Linked DNA regions of Drosophila melanogaster: region 1 is linked to region 2. Evidence: chromatin contacts called from public Hi-C data. All regions are on one chromosome and are shown on one strand. The core of a region is the stretch at or near the end of the contact, and the rest is flanking DNA. Distances in the headings are between cores, read along the strand shown. Region 1 holds the start of NK7.1 (NK7.1,). Region 2 holds the start of sisRNA:CR46363 (stable intronic sequence RNA CR46363).

The links. Hi-C and Micro-C count contacts between places; a contact is called where the count stands out from the background.
Region 1: a Hi-C map of the Kc167 cell line shows a contact between it and region 2, with 2.0 times the contacts expected there. A contact is called at or near these places in 4 of 107 Hi-C or Micro-C datasets (the Kc167 cell line, cellular blastoderm embryo and eye imaginal disc).

Annotation. Positions count from the first base shown.
Region 1 is chr3R:14,369,606-14,374,664 of dm6, forward strand. It overlaps NK7.1 (NK7.1,), which reads right to left and starts at 3,346. Exons shown (of 4, transcript NM_142100.3): 1 at 2,942-3,346.
Region 2 is chr3R:13,967,574-13,973,179 of dm6, forward strand. It overlaps sisRNA:CR46363 (stable intronic sequence RNA CR46363), which reads right to left and starts at 3,369. Exons shown (of 1, transcript NR_163214.1): 1 at 3,166-3,369. rdx (roadkill) reads right to left here. Exons shown (of 9, transcript NM_169566.2): 3 at 3,379-3,529; 4 at 2,935-3,056; 5 at 2,705-2,866; 6 at 2,336-2,631; 7 at 2,035-2,213; 8 at 1,824-1,966; 9 at 1,052-1,757. The coding sequence starts at 3,456. The coding sequence ends at 1,613. It also overlaps asRNA:CR43460.

The sequences.
Region 1 (5,059 bases), core at 2,096-4,595, 400 kb after region 2:
TACACATGCGTGACTTCTTTTCGCCGTTGTTATGTTATGGTTGTTATAGCTCGGCTGCTTTTGCTTTTGTTGCTGTTGCTGTTGTTGTGGCACACACTTAATTAAAATAGTACACTCTCTGAGGGGGTCGATTGTTCAGTTCTAGCAGTACCATTGCTTGTATGGCCTCATGCCTAATTATAATTACGTGGCGCGTAAATTGAATTTGACTTTTTGGACCCGGCGGTCGGTCAAACGATTTACCGGCAAATTTTGCGTTTCGACTTCGCTTCCACGCCGAAAAAAAAGCGCAAAAAAGCGCACAAAAACACGGCCAGAACGGATGGCAAATAAACAGAGAGTTAGTCAACAATCCGATACCGATACCGAAACACCGACCGGGACCACGACGGCAGCGATTCTGAACGACTTCTGAGTGCGAGTGCTATAAAGCACGAATGTTGCTGGCGTGTTGCTGCTGTTGCTGCTGCTGCTGCTGCTATGCTGTTGCTGTCGCTGCTGCGGCGCTGCTTTTGCCGCTTGTGTGAACTGCGCCGTGCAACTATTTAACGACGACTGAATGTGGCAATTATGTATCTAGATACATTTTGGCCAAACGCGTCGCGGGGGTTGCTGCTAAACGAGGGCCCATCATAAAACATATTACTATAATTACAATTACGCTGCGCTCACAGCGAGAGGGAGCGAGAGATAGAGAGAGCGCGTAAGTGGGAAAGAGAGAGCGAGGGAGATAAAGCTATGGATATATGTAGATACAGATACATTAACAGATACAGATACAAACAGTTGCCGCGCACGTGAACATAACGCACGGCAATAAAACACGAATTTTCATATGCATTACGGCTTAATTGTATCTCGTTGCGAACGATGAAGTGTGTGTGTGCGAAGCTCATAAATTCAAATTCACGATGTTGCTGTTGCTGGCCCGCTTGCAACATGTTGCTGGGGTGTCTTTATTAAATGCTGAATGTGTTTTATTGCTTTGATTGCTGCTGCCGCAGCACGTCGTCTCCGAGCACTTGGAGAAAACTTAAGTATTTGCTTGATAAATAGTTATGTACTTTAAGATACATTTTAAATCTGGCTTTAGAGATAGAGTTTTAAAAAGATGTGTTGAATGATATTGCTATGCATTTTGCCCATTTGTTTTGACAGTTTTTGTTGGTTTTTTTTCCAAGTGCACCGCTTTCTGCACTGCGAATTGCCGACGTTGCCTGACTTTGAGTTTGTTTTTAATTCTCTATAATTGAGTTATATGTACATACTTTAATAAGTCGGTGGATGCTGCCGCTGTTGCGCTGCGGAGTTCATGTTGCTGCCGTTCGTGGATGTTGCTGCTGTCGTTACCGCTGGTTGTTGCGACGGCGTTTAGCGCTAATTAATGCTGAGCCAACGGCTTTTCAATGGTTTTTATTGCTTTCGGCCATTCGGTTCGCTGGCTTTGTCTTTCTCCTCTTAATTGCTCACCGAGATTTATTATTTGATTAATTATTGAGATTTCGTTGCCATATTCACCGCTCACATTTCGAATCGCTTCGTTTCGTTTCGTATCGTATCGTATCGCTACGTTCCGTCTTCGCTACTCTTTCCAATTTCTTTAAAAGCTTTTGCTTTTGCTGTTGTTGGCAATAATTGGTGTATAATTTCATTTCCTGAGAACGTCGCTTTGGGTCACCGCACACACAAAAGCCATTCATTGTCTTTACAGGAATGTCGTAATTCAATTTGTGTTGTTAGTCAGCAGTGTGAGATTGTGTGCGTGCCTCTTTCTTTTTTTTTCAGTTTTTTCAGTTTTTTTTTTTTTTTTTGCTTTCCGATTTTATTAATAATAATTATAAGCTATAAGAGGGGCGACAGCTCAATTAGCTACAAGGGTGCGATTATTAATGGGCGATGTTATGCTATTGATAAGGCCAATTACTCATGATTGCCATATTTATTTTTAGGTTATCGCGAGCGTTCTATATATTCGCGAAATGATTAATGCCGCCGTCAATTGTGGTCAAACAGTCAAACAACGAAAATTTGCCGCAATCCGAGAAAAACCAAGCCTCTGAATGAACTCTCCCCTCAGATTTCAAGATCTCAAGAGCAACAGTTTAAGCTCGGGCTCCGGCTCAGTCCAGCATCATTAGGGAAGTGAAGCCACAATAACAATGGACTGGACTATGAGTGCCCTGATTGCTCATTTAAATTCTACGGGCTGCAAATTGAATTGAATTGGATATTCGCTGAAAAGGGATTGAAAAGGGCAGCGGCGGCGAACTAAAAATAACTGCGAAAATATGAAACGAGAAATAACATCAACAAGATGCTGATGTTGCCTGCTGCCGCTGCTGCACAAGACGAAGATGAAGCAATTTAGATACACTTGAATAGAAGCACGACAAGCAAAAAAAAAAAAAAAGTCGGGGAGTCGTGGAAGTCACTTCAAATAAACACGACTACACTGAGAGAAAGTTAGATCATATTGTCGCTATTTTGAATGAGGCAATTATTGAATGACATCGTCGAATAAAACGATTGAATTGTGTTTTATGGTTTAGTTTATTGCTACTCTGAATTCTTTTATTTGTTGATAACTGACAGTATAGTTAAGAACTGAGAAGTAATCGTGTTCTACACATTTCAATTGAAATAATGATAATTTAATTTGCCTTGATTAAAGTATTTGGGGCTATTCCCGGAAACTTGCGATTCAGTAAGTTTTTTTTTTAAATCTTATTAATAAAGTAAGTTACTTTCTATATATATAGAATTTATATAGAATTTGGGGTATGGATTGATTATGGCTTATGGATTTCCCAAGAAGTATTTATATTTGGAAACAGAAATTCTGAGTACCTTATCGATTTTTATTTGATATACAAATGCGTCATTAAAAACGTGTGTTGATTTTTCATCAAGATAATTATTCAAAAACTAGTTTAGGACTTACCAAATTCTTGACGCAGGTAGTGTAATTTTGTGCTTAATTAAGAACGAAGACTTGTTCTTCAATAATTACTATAACTATTTTGATTGCAGGTTTATGACTTCCATATTGAAAATAATCCATTAAGACTGTAAAGTGGTTTGGTGTTTTTTCTCTGCACTGATGAAGTCATGTTCGAGCTGAATGCAAAACAAATTGTGCGTTGCATGGGGTGCGGGCTAGGATGCAGCTCGATTCTGATGCTGATGATGGCGATGATGGTGATGATGCTAGCACACACAAAAAAGTGCCTTACTTTGGGCGAAGAGTTCACGAAACAAACACACGCGATGTTGCGATTGGGATTTAAGCCGAAACCGACGACCAAGGCGCTTCGGTCGTTAACGCAAAACGTCAATTTACAACTGCGAATGTGATTGTGAATGTGAATGCCCAACAGCGGCAAACAAGCTGGGCAACATTGACGCCACGGCAGCAACATGTTGCATGTTGCTACCGCTGTGAATGTTCCCGTTGCTGCCGCTTTTGTTGTTGATGTTGCTGCTGCATTGCTTGGGCTAGAGAAAAACAAAGAGTACAAGCAAATAAACTTATTATAAATATCTCCACTTAAGGAGACGCTGTGGGGGCCCCATTTATGCTGCAGACACGGCAGCAACATCGCTGCAAATGCGCACACGCAAGCTGAAATCGCTCTCGTTCAACTCACTCGGATGTACACTGGAAATATTTTGCTTCTCAAATTTGGACATTTTTAAATGTGGTTTGGTAATCCTAAAAAATAATAAATTACTGGGCAGAGATTGGTTGCAAACTTGTTTCCTTATTCCGCTTATTTCATGTTGAACGTAACTGTGGTTGTGCACATTTTTTCTTTGTGCACTGAGAGAAAAGATAGTGGAGCTGTCAAGTCGCATAAGGCAAATAGGCAACAAAAGCATTAAAAGATGACAACAACATTGCGCTTAATGGACTGCCGCATTCGCGTCTCAATTCAAAAGTGCATCTCTCTCTCTTTTGCTCTATCCCCGTCCTTGTCTCCCTTCTGTCTCTCTTTCTCACGATACGGGATTGCGACGAAGTCTTGTATCTCTGTCTAATAGCCTGTTTGCTCTTGGCCTGCGTTATAAATCCATTATAATAAAATCATTTTGTTGTTTTATTAGCTTGGCAACATGTGGCTAGCTCAATGTATCTTTCTCCATCTCTATTTCTTTCTCTCTCGCTCTCCCTGCGGTGCGGTGAGGGGCTTTGGAGTCAAGTGGCTTGGCAACATGTTGCTCGGCTCATAAATATTGCAAGTGTTTTCAATTAGCTCACATTCTGTGACTTTCATATTAAATGAGAGCGCGCCTGCTCGCTCATGTGCACTTTAAGAAAATTGACTTAATGTACTAAGATACTATGATATTTTTATAAAATAGTATAATATATTTTAGTGTATAAATACGATTCTTGTATGAGTTGTGAACACTAATATACTTAGTGATGGTAAATCAAAAACCCATTCTTGTATGTTCCATATATTTTTTGAGTGTCCAAGTGGGTGTTTGTGCGCTGGGCTTGATTTCAAATGTATATTGCATGGCGCATGTGGTGCAATTAAAAACGAAACAAAACCCAAGAATAAACTGCAGCGCAAAAGGTCAAAGTTTTTGAGGTCAGGCAAATGGCACATGGAGTTTCCCTCATCCCAGAAGGCCTGCAATCAACGCACTTCCGCAGCTAGTTTTCCTCGGCTTTCCCCATTTGCAGCCTTCTTTCCCCAACAGCCAGCCCAAAACCGAAATGTCAATGGGCCCCATTCCGATCCTGCCCCCCCATTTGTATCCATTTGGCTGCAAATATGCTGGTGCTGGTGCTGGTGCTTGTGCCTCTGATGCGAATGTGTTTGGCTGTTTGTGAAAGCAATTTCCGCTCGTGTCCGCAATTAAAAAGCAATATCATCTGGAGTCGACGTAAACACAGAATTGAATTGAATTTTTATGATGTGTTTGCTAAATGGTTGCATAAAAGCCAAATATTCCAGACAGGCTCAGGCTCAAAGTCAGATACAAATGCAGATACAGATTGAGTTTCAGATTTCAATGAAGATACAACAGATACATTTATCGTTACACT
Region 2 (5,606 bases), core at 2,119-4,618:
AAATCACATGCGAAGTCAATCGGAAGTACACATACAATGGGGAATCGTTCATGGCTGGCTCCTATTAATATTATTTTGAGTTTATTGCAAAATTCTACCCCTTCCTGAATACCTGAATTGTACACACCGAGTTTGCGATCAGCATTTTTGCATATAAAAATGTCTTATCTCCTGCGCCGCACATTTACTTTTTCTTTAATAGTTAGATAATTGTTATCACGTTTACTTTGCTCGTCCTTTTTTTTAAGCTTCGTTTGTGGGAATGAATGGCAGAATGTGGTTCTGAATCAATCAGAAGAGAAACCACCCAAGAGAATCTCCCCTTTTACAAAATGAATCGATGCAAGAGTGTTGTTGGTTTTTCACTTTTATCGGCTTATTATACACAAATTGCTACTGCTTGCGTTTATTTCGACAATGCTTTGTTTGTTTGTTTTTATAGTTTTGTACAACAAATTAATTACATTTTGCGCTTAACAAAGAGAAACAGGCGTCTGATATTGAAATTTAGATACTTTTAGATACTTAAGAAAAGACGAGGGGAATCGAAAAACAAAAGTTCAGGCATGAATTCAGCGATGAAAAGTAAATTAAAGTTTAGAACTCGGGTAAACAATAAATTTTTACATTCTCCTCAATTTCATGGGGGAGTTCTTCGATTTTGGTGGGTGGTGGGTGCAATTAAACCTTGAATCTGAAAATTTTTTCCGAGTTTACATATACACAATATATAAATCAACTTCATTATCATATCCGTATCATTACTCATTTACTCGTTACTCATTAGTCATACTCATCGAATATACATCACAATCAAAGTGTACGCTTTGTAATTATACGCAGTAATCGGTAATTATAATAGTAATAATAGTAATCATAATAATAATAATAATAATAGTTACGCTTTCTCAGTGAATTTCTTTATTTCTGCTTGTATTTATGCCTTCGATTTTTACTTTTAGTTTTTACTTTACTTTAAATTTAATTTATTTTACTTTCCGTTTTGTTTTTTATGCTCTTTTTTTGTTTGCATTATTTTTTAGGTTTTTTTGTTTTTGTTGTTGTTGTTTCTTCTTTAATTGCTGCTTTTGTTTCAAGTTGTGTTTTGACTTAAGATTAAAATTAATTCATAATTATTACTCGTAAACATATTAATCATAAGGTAATATTAAATCAACAAATAAAATACATTTAAAATCAAGTTTATCAAAGTGAATTAAATTACTTGAAATCGAAACAATAAACGGTACGGCTCGCTATGCTTTTGCTCCTGCATTTGCATTATCTGTCTGCGTTTAACATAATCTATTGCGTTTGTAGTATTGCCGCCGTATGCATTCTTGAGGTTCTCCGCCAATCGATCCATCAGATATCTCACATGGCGGCCACTGCATCGACTGGAGTTCTGCTTTCTGTTGCGATTGTTGAATCGATTGTTGGTTGTAGTAGTTTGGGTTACTTGTTGTTGTTCTGGTTGTTCTTGCTGTTGATTGTTGATTGTTGTTGGTGTACGAATTGTTGCTGCTGTTGTTATTGTAGTTGCTCTTGTTGTTGTTGTTGTTATTATTATTATTATTGTTGTTGGTGTGTTTGTAGTTGTTGCATTGTTGTTTCAGCTCATTTTCACGCGTTTCCTTGGTGGTCCAATTGGTGGGATTTGTTGTGTTGCGAGCGCACGAAATGCCTCCGCTATCAAATGTGAATGTGTTGTGATCATATTTTGCCAGCCGGAGGTTTCCATCACATCGGTGGCATGACTGTAAATCGAGTAAAATCATCGGTTAGCCAACTGATTGGATAAGTAAGTCCATGTTATAACTTACGTATTTATGAAATCTATCGTTTGTGCTTTCAATTGATCCGCACTGTGGAGATCAGCTAATATTAGGGTTTCGGCTGCTGTTTCTACAGAGAGATTGACGCACAGCGCCTCCTCGCACATCACTTTCAGCTTTTCGAGTGCATACTGCAATATAGATGAGATCTTTGATAAAGTAAACCATTTTAAATCGCGCAATTCGATGGCAAACTCACCTTATCAGCAGCCGCTAGGAGATCATCAGCCATTTTTTCTAGATTGGGCGCCTTGCCCGTGTATATGAATCGCAGCATTTCTTTAAGAACCTCATGATCCACATCGGTTATGGCGACACGATTCAACTTTCGCTCCTCCATCTCATGCTCGAACATGGCCGCAAAGACATCGCTGCGCGCTGCAAGTAAAAAGAAATGTATAATAATTACTATATGGTAATGGGATTTAAGACAAATACTCGTCAAATAAACAAGTATATGCTATGGTTTGGTCTGCTGATCTGTTGATCTGGTCTCTTACCTGCCAATATGGCCTTGTGCGCCTGGAACTCTCGACCGCCCACGGAGAGCGTGACGTCGCTGAACTTCTCGTTGTCAAATAGATTGCCAAGATCCTCGGACAGCTTGCATTCGGGCACTTTGAACTGCACGATATTGGATTGTCCGGAGATGTTCACGCTGTCCGCCACGACGCTGACCTCGCAGAAGATGGTCAGCTTATCCTCCGGCAGCAGGCCGTTGGCCTCGTCCAGCAGGAAGTCTCGTCGGATGAACTTCTTGAAGCCCCAATCTTTGCCCTGCACAAAACGATAAGCTCTGCGGGAGGTGAATACATGTTTTAGTCGATGATCACAATTTGTTTATGTTTAAAACAGATTGCCGTACATACCTTTGGGATTCCATTGCTTTGGTTTCCTCACGCTTCGCATTCAGTATGGAAAATTTGAACTTGGCTCTGACTTCTGATTTATTACACGAAACTAACAGTAAATATAAAGAAAGGTAATCCTTGCTCTCCTCGTCGAGACCCTTGGGGTTAACCCGTAAACACCTGTGCGGCACAACAACAAACGAATTAGTATCGTATGGATCAGTGGATCGTATGATTTATCAACTCACCATTTTAGTTTGTCATTAGCACCGGCTGAGAATGTGGACGATTTGAGTACCTCACCCATTTCTTCCCGACAAAAACTAAAGTTATTTATGGTCCACATATAACTAAATTTAACCACTTTGACCTGCGAATGAAACGTATAGGGGGGTTAATATATATATATATATATAATTTCCCACGTAAATAGTGCCACAAACTTATCCGGTTTCCTACACCTGAGCCGCCACTCAACAGTCAACACACCTGTACCTGTGCACTCGCAACGGAAATGCACTTACCGCCTTTACAACCATATGGACTCTCGTTTTACAATATTTGTGAAATCCGATCGGTTCGCTGCTGGCTGGCTGGCTGGCTCAGTTGTTTGCAAATCCATAGGAATGCCAAAAAACCCAGCGACAGGGATGTGGAAACCTAATCCGTTCATGGGATCTGGATGCACTTACCTGCGTGTAGCACCAGTTCTCGGCAACTGGCGTATTAACTTCCGGCAAGGGCGGCGATGGTACACGGCTGACCGCCATCGTGCTACTGGATGCGTGCAGGTTCGAGGTGACTCTAGCTGTTTGGCTTGCCTGACATTCGTTCACCGGCAATCTGCAAGGAATTCGCAAAAAGTGTAAATGATCGGAATTAGTACGGAATAACAGAGGATGCAGCTAATCAAAGCTTAACTATGATGAGTTTACTACTAGAACTTAAATGAACTATTGATCTCTTAGGCACATCATTAAAGTGTATAGAATGCGAAGTGGGGGTCACCTTGGCTCTTGTATGAGATCCATGATGCTGCGCTCGAACTCAACTTTGACGAAATTACTGTCGGAATTCGAGTTCCTGGCCAAAAGATTGAGCAGTTTCAACAGCAGCGAGTTCTCCAGCTTGCCGCCCGTTGAAATTAACACACAAAGTCACACGAAATAGTTAAATCGCGCAAAAATTATTCCTTTTGGAGGATTTAGTGATTTTTTTTTGCTTTGCTAATTAAAACGATGGACGAGACACAGACGCATGGACAAGACGACGAAACGAAATGCGCCAAAAAGTGGAGCGTTCATAATGGCTGAAGAACAATGGTTCTCAAGGTCCGTTATTCCGCACAGATATCGGAGATTAGATCCAATCCCAGATAAAGATAATGACGAAGTTAGAGCTTTCGAAGCTTTCCGTTTGCATTCAGCGATTGTCAGAAGTTAAGCAGCCGCAAAAAAAATAGAAATATGATTTAAAAACGTTAAAAATATCACAAGGAAAACACGCACAACCGTTGCGCAGGAGCAGCAGTGGAAAACTGACTGATGGACACGGAAAATCTCGGCAGGCAGAAGGATTTAGGAGCGCTGCAGATGACAGCAAACAATGGACCAGGAAAATGTTGGCCAGGAGTGGAAAATTGACAAACAATGGGTCAGTCAGCCAGTCGCTGAGCGGAGGGTGAAGGTGAATGTGAATGTGAATGTGAACGTGAGCTACTCACTCACCTTATAAAGGTGCAAGATGGTGAGAGGGAGAGGGAGATGAAGAGAGGGGAGTGGAGGAGGATGGGCAGAAGGATCTGCTGATGCACAAAAGCAACAATAACACAGTCCTTACAGACACATGTGTGTGTGTGTGTGTGTGCGCAGATGCAGATGCAAGACGGCAAATGGCAGAGGAAACGGCTTTCTTACACAGAGAGAAAAACAAAACAACACTCAGTGAAAAATCTAAAAAAAAATTCCTATTAATTTTCAGCTTAAGTTAATATTATGTAGAATATTTAAATAATTTGAAGTGTACACTTTTTAGTTATAATTAAAAACCATTAAGACTTGTAAATATATCATATTTGTTAGTAAACCGTATGCAGGGTGGCAGTAATCCATTTCCGTACGTTTAAGGACATTCAATTAGGATTCATCGATCTGAGAATTTTCGCTGTGCAGATGCAAGGCGTGGAAAATGTCGGAAAAATCTGTGCAAGGCTGCGGCACACGAGCGATTTACAGCTCAGCTCAGCTCGACAAGGTTGAGATTTTCAAGGTGCTGCCCGTTTTCTGCGGCTGCTGGCGATTTGATGGCCATCATCAAATCCAGCTGAAGGACCTTCAATGGGCCTCGTGTGTGCGAGTGTGTGTAACAGTGTGATTGTGAGTGTTAGTGTGAGCCATCAAAAGGTTGACGCAGCTCGTCAAGGTGAACAAACCGTAGACCGCGTTTTTAGCACTCAGTAAAGCCGCTTTATTCAATTTTTAGTGAGTGTGCCTTAGTGTTAATGACATTGATTTGGCATTGGGGCCTCAAGCTCCCTCTCTCTCTCCCTCTCGCTCTTTCTCTCTATTCCCCACTGTATCCAAAATACACCCATCCCTGTCGCTCTTTTTGGAAACCAAGGGCCTCTGGAGGCAAACATTTTTGTTTTGTTATGACATTGAAATTCATTTGTTTGGCGCCACAAGGCGAATGACAAAATCACAGAAGTTTGAGCACAAGAAGGTTGAGCTTGGGTAAATGAGTAGAAGTAGTAGTCAAGAACCTGATAATCGAATAAAGCTGGGCAAAGGTGAAAAGCATGACTCATAGAAGACAAAACGCCATTGAATAGGAGTAAGTATAAGTATTTATGTGGGATTAAAGATATTGTATACAGCAATCTAATGAATAACATTCTATTCTTTTCTTCATTTCCTTCATA